Regions from separate parts of the Danio rerio genome. Here region 2 is linked to region 1. The links are chromatin contacts, called in public Hi-C maps. All regions are on one chromosome and are shown on one strand. The core of a region is the stretch at or near the end of the contact, and the rest is flanking DNA. Distances in the headings are between cores, read along the strand shown.

The links. Hi-C and Micro-C count contacts between places; a contact is called where the count stands out from the background.
Region 2: a Hi-C map of embryo shows a contact between it and region 1, with 2.9 times the contacts expected there. The contact joins two enhancer-like sites. A contact is called at or near these places in 5 of 18 Hi-C or Micro-C datasets (caudal fin, embryo, fibroblasts and 2 more) and 1 of 4 datasets of contacts at active chromatin or transcription factors (caudal fin).

The regions. Positions count from the first base shown.
Region 1 is chr21:20,953,847-20,957,106 of GRCz12tu, reverse strand. No RefSeq gene overlaps it. Among named protein-coding and RNA genes, the nearest start is that of fgf10a, 38 kb to the left of the region's middle. Within about 2 kb of position 1,751, at least 5 of the 62 cell types and tissues checked have an H3K27ac peak or open chromatin away from gene starts, as enhancers often do.
Region 2 is chr21:21,155,755-21,158,851 of GRCz12tu, reverse strand. It overlaps nnt (nicotinamide nucleotide transhydrogenase), which reads left to right. Exons shown (of 22, transcript NM_214756.1): 7 at 1,960-2,147. Among named protein-coding and RNA genes, the nearest start is that of nnt, 16 kb to the left of the region's middle. Within about 2 kb of position 1,816, at least 5 of the 62 cell types and tissues checked have an H3K27ac peak or open chromatin away from gene starts, as enhancers often do.

The DNA.
Region 1 (3,260 bases), core at 502-3,001:
TCCTTACTAGCGGACTGTGCTCGGCTGTTTTCTGTCTGTTTCACACAAGAGAAGGAGATGATCTGGGGATGATGTCATTAATACCATTATCATGGCTGTTTCGATATGCAATTACTACATGTGGTTTCTTTTAGGCGTATCAGATTCTGGTGGTGATGATGTGGAGGTTTGGAGAAGCGCATGTGGTGCTTTTAAAGGCTATAGATAGATGACTTTTTAGAGGATTACATGTCAATTCCCTCAATTTAATACTTTTTGTTAATTGTTTTATTTGATAAAGGTCTGACAACATTTCTTCAAAGCTTTTTAAAGTTAAAACATTGGTATCATGCTCTCTAAAACACCCGAAAAAGATGCACAGACAAAAAAATTAATTAATTAATAAAAAATAATAATTCCACAGAATTAGTTATTGAATTAAACATGTTTTGTTTACCTAAAATTCATGAGCATAAATCTTTAGTCTAATTTAAAGTGGTCTCTTTTTTCCCACACACACCTTTGGTTGATGTTTGGTGACCAAAATATTATTTTAATAAATCTGTTTTGTTCAAATGCACTAAAATATATGAATTAATAAATATATTCATTTTCAAAATGGGGTGTAAGCTGTGTATGTACAAATACACTGACGGACCACTTTATTGTCCAACTTTGAAGCAGATGGGCTACAGCATCAGAAGACCACAACGGGTGCCACTCCTGTCTGCTAATAACAATAAAGTGAGGCTACATTTTAAACATGCTCACCAAAATTGGACAATAGAAGATTGGAAAAACATTGTCTTATCTGGTGTGTTGATTTCTGCTGTGACATTGGGATGATATGGTCAGAATTTGATGTCAACAACATGAAAGCATGGATCCATTCTGCCTTGCATAAACTGTTAAGGCTGGTGGTAATAGTTTAGGGGGTATTTTCTTGGCACATTTAGGGTCCATTAGTATTAACTGAGCATCATGTCAACATCACAGCCTAAGCAACTATTGTTGCTGACCATGCTTATCCCTCTATGACCACAGTGTACCTATCTTCTGATGGCTACTTCCAGCAGGATAATGCAACATGTCAAAGCGCAAATCATCTCAGACTGGTTTCTTGACCATGGCAATGAATTCACTGCACTCATACGGCCTCCAGTCACCAGATCTCAATCCAATCAAGCACCTTTGGGATGTGGTGGAATGGGAGATTCTCATCATGGATGTGCAGCCGACAAATCTGCAGCAACCGTATGATGCTATCATGTCAATATGGACCAAAATCTCGGAGGAATTTTTCCAGTACCTCGTTGAATCTCTGCCATGAAGGATTAAGGCAGTTTTGAAGGCAATAGGGGGTCCGGCCTGGTACTAGAAAGGTGTACCTAATAAAGTGGCCGATGAGTGTATATATATATATATATATAATATGGGTGTGTTGTTTCAGATTTATATTGATACTGTGGACATTTTGGTGATTAAAACAGAAACTTTATTTTACTTATTTTTAGAATTTTTGTTTTGCTTTTATGCTTACTTTGCGTATAAAATCAAATTGGGACTTTTTGTTTTGAAGGCATTTTAAATAAAGCATAATAATAATAATAATAAAATAATGCACAGCGAAATCACATTATGTATATTTTTTGTTCTATTTTATTTGCTAAATATGATTTGAACTCGTGTATTCAACCAAAAATATACAGTATGCTTGACGCTCTCAGCCTTTTCAGAGTAATATTGATCAACAGCACCATCTAGCTGAGAAAAGCCTTTACAACACTGTTCTCAACACTGAGTCTGGTGTAACCAGTCATTAGGTGTAACACGCTTAAGGCCTGTAGCACATAGGAGGATTTTTCTTAAATCAATTTCTTGAGACAGGAAACGAATAACATAACTGAGTATTAAAAATAATCTGTCAACTTAATTATTTTTTCCACCTTTTAATAGTACAAAACATAAAACAGTATTTCTGCATGGCACACCATAGTGTTGAAATCTGGCGTCTGTTTGGTTGAACTCATCTCTACTCTTTATTGACAAAGCTGCAAAAAGACATTTTAAAGAGGTTGTGGAATTGAGTACAGTGGTGGCATTACCCAGACTTCAATTGGCATGCCATCTAAGAACACTGTGTACTTGGAATGAGCTGGAAAATTGTCGCTGCATCGGCCTTCAGGCGCTGAAAGTTGAGCAATTTGCCAAAATGGCATCTAAAAAACTTTGAAAGCAGCCTTCTTTACCAAAGCAGTAATTTAAAGAAATGACCAACAGCAAATGGAAGTCACATGTGAGCCTGTCAACAGTCTTTTAAAACAATAGACCTTCAGCGTTCTGATGATGCATCACAATAATGCCGTTTTGGTAGTGCATGCATTAGCTAGTAGCAAGAATTAAAGGTTTACTGTAGTTCACCTAAAAGTTTCCTCACCATTTACTCTCAAGTGGTTATAAACTTTTATGAACTTCTCGCTTCTGTTGAACACTAAAGAACATATTCTGAAGTATGACATCCACAGTAGAAACCAAAAATGCTGTGGGGTCAGTGCTTGCTTATTTCCAACAGCATTCCTTAGTATACCTTCCATTAAGTTCAACAAGTGAGCATTTTGATTTTGATTTTTGTGTGAACTGTCCCTTTAATTGATGTGTTTGTTAATACAAATATAACCAGTCACTGTTTACTGTAGAAGCACTACTTGTTTGCTTAAAGTTCATGTCTATACAGTATGGTTTAGTAAGAATTATTTTATGTATTACCACTGAATTGTTATTCTAAAAGTCGCAGGACTTGTTAGAATTCACAGCGAGTTGGTGGATGACGGACAAAAAGTGCATGAGCGTCAATGCTCGGTGCTCCTGCTGATTATAACAAAAGAAAACAATAACAATAACAACGAAATCAAAAGCAAAAATCGGTATTTGCCATGAAATTGAAGCCACAGGGCTGAGCTCTTCCTGCCCTCGCTGAGCTGGATTCACATTTGTAGAATACAAATTAAGAATCAATACCCAGAAAGCATTTTGGTGCACAGAAGTTCTTAGAAAAGCTTGAAAAAAATGTAATGTTTTCTTCCGTAAACCACACTGCAGTGACATAACTTCTCTTTCATCACATCTAATGCCAGTATGATAAGGGTTTCAGCAGGTCATCAGTCAATTTTAAGATCTTTTCAAAATTTGAAAGGATAACAATACATTAATGCTAAATGTATATTAGAGAGGTGTTTGTAACATAGTTTTTACCTTTAATATAAATGTATTTAACACGTATT
Region 2 (3,097 bases), core at 567-3,066, 200 kb before region 1:
ATTAATTGCAAGTTGATTAAAAAAAAGCACCTCAACAGTTTTGCATTTATTTTTTTTCTTCGATTGAATAATAGACTTTTCTTTCATATATTTCATCGAGAATCCCCCAAAGATAGTACAGAAATCTTGTTTCGTCTTGTTCTCGTGGACCCGATCTCATGTCTCATCTTGTCACACCTGTAGTTATTGTACTAGTGCTGTTAAGCAAATAAATAATCTAGTTGGTTTACTGGTAAATTCAAATGAATGGTACGTTAAATAAAAAATGAAAAAATTAATTTCATTCACAGTACACAGTACCCTCAATATTTAAATCCATTATTGAGAAAATTACAATGAGATGAGCATCAAAAACATCACATGTTCTTTTTTCAACATAACATTTATTACACATGATTACATTTTTATATTTATTTTTTATTCAGTTATGGTCAAATGTAACCGAGTTCTTTGTTTTGTGAAACTTGAGTGAACTATTACTTTTTTATTTTATTAATATTACTCTATTTATGAAACTAAAACTGCCAATAAGTGTCAGTCTTACAATAAATATCTTACAATTTTAGTGGCCTAAATTAGCATTTTGTACTGTTTGTCTTCAGTCAATGGGTGTTTTAAATGAGTGTGTGACACTTTTTCACAAATAACTTATGAATGTGTTAACCTCTCTAGAATGTGTTTCTTGTGTGGCAAAATCAACAGAGTAATAATAATAATAATAATAATAATAATAATAATAATGGATGATTAAAAAATTCAGCTTTATAGTAATTAAATAATTTGTAAAATGCATTAAACTAGACATTTATTTTAAGTTAAGTTGAATTTAAAAAATGCAAGTTCAGTATTGGAAAGCATAAAAGACTTTCAATTTATTTCTTACTTCAGATATAGAAACGCTGGGTTTATTTAAATCGTATACCTTTTGTCATATTTAGATGTTTCAGAAACGTTCCTTTCAGGGCTCTAGAGTACAACCAAATTTCTCAATGGTGTAACCAAAGAAAATCTGAGATCACACCAGTGCGACCAGCCATCTGAGGGCAAAAAATTAATAAATCAAAAATGTCTCTGTGACTGTGGTTCAACAGACATTTGTTAGATTCATGTCAAGGTTTAAGCCGATCAGAGAAAGTAAAGTGCGGCAGTAAGTTAACTTTACATCATTTACAAGTCAATATTGCCTGTATATATGTTGATTTACGGGGGATAAAGTGTTATGTGTGATGCGGTCAAATTTTTGTCCACCTAACCTTTGTCCTGGTGCACCGAAGAAAGTCAGGCAACCAGTGCAAAAAGTTAGCCTATAGCCCTGCCTTTTGTGATTGTAACGCAGTACAGGTATTTTGTTCAAAATGCATTGAATATGGCATGAGGTGTATCAATTTCATCAGTTTCTGGTGGTAGGGGGTGCTTTATCCACAGATCCATGTTGCTTCTTCATCTGCCAACTTTTAATGCTATTTTTTTCCTTCCAGTGTGCTACTTTTTTGACCCGGATGATTTCTGCTTGCATCAAAACTTTCAGGGTGTTTTGTTTTTTCCTCTCCGCTTTTAACCTACCAGCACATCTGTTATTTCCCTTTTTTGTCAGTATTTATAAATGAGTATTGAGTCATTGTTCTGCTTAACTTTGGATTCACAATGTTTGTTTAATCTGCAAGTTTTTTTCAATGATTTCCCAAAAACAAAACCATAAAAAGATCTTGCGCAAGAAAAAAAACTGCTAATCTTGCCAAATTGTATAAAATATGTAGTTTAAAAAGCTGTATTTTACTAAAATAGTAAAAGTCGAGTTTACAGTGTTTATTCAGAATGTTTATAGAGTGTTTATACATATTTTCACTTTTTTTTAACCATGATTCACCGATTCCTGAAAGCCACATGAGCCTGAGTTTTAGCAAATGTCCTCTTGATGGCAGTGTTGTGTTGGTCACAGAGTCTATCTTCTTATTTCAGAGCGGCTGCACTGGAGCAGTTTAAGTCCCTGGGCGCTGAACCTCTTGAGGTGGATATTAAGGAGTCAGGAGAAGGTCAGGGTGGTTACGCTAAGGAGATGTCCAAGGAGTTCATCGAGGCAGAGATGAAGCTGTTTGCCAAGCAGTGTTTGGATGTTGACATCATTATCACTACCGCGCTCATCCCCGGTACGCACACCTGCACTTTTCACTCCCTTTCCGTCTAGCATTTCTGCAGTTTTTCCATCACTTGCCCTTTGCAGTGTGCTGGGGCTTGCAGATATTAAGTGATGTGCTGTTTGCTTATGCTCTTATTTTTCCATCGTTTGACTTTTAAAGGATTAACACACCCAGGAGTTGACGTTTTACTCTTTACTCAGGCTTATGTTTTAAAAAAAACACATGCTAATATTTTTCTGTAAAACACACAAATTCATTGTATATTTTTCTAAGATTTTTTTTTTTTGATGCGCAGAAGGTCTAAAATACTATCAAATGCTTATGAAGTCTTAGAGTTTTATGAAGCTGTAAAAGACTGTTTTTAAAAAGTCATCATTTATGTATTCCTTTCAGTGAAGGTAAGTGTTGTAATTGTAAAAAAGGAGTTATTTTGTAAGTCAAACATATTTACAATATCGTAATTACTAGATATGCACTGTAATAAAAAATCTGGTATGAAGCCAAAAATGCTGGATGCTCTTGACAAAAAAAAAATTAAAAATGCTTTATATTATTTAAGAAAATATTAAATAATAATTATTACAAAGTGTTTTGTTAGAATTTTTAAATTTAACTTTTTAAATTTAGACTTTTAAATTAAAATTTAACTTAAATTATACTAACATTTTAAAAAATACAAGCCAATAAATTAACCTTGTTTTATTGACAGTAACACGTGTAATTTTAAGTATGGGATAACATTACTGTTAGTTTTCAGGAAACATATTGATACTATGCCAGTAGATGTGCTGCTGTAATTGCTGCAAAAGGTAAACATACCTAATATTACAGTTCTGTTGTTTTATCAGCATTGCTATAACAGCATAATAGCACCTTTGCAAACAGCAAGATCAATTACACTACATAGAAATATCCTGCTGGTGCATTATTTAAGATGACTTGGAGGAAATGCATAGATA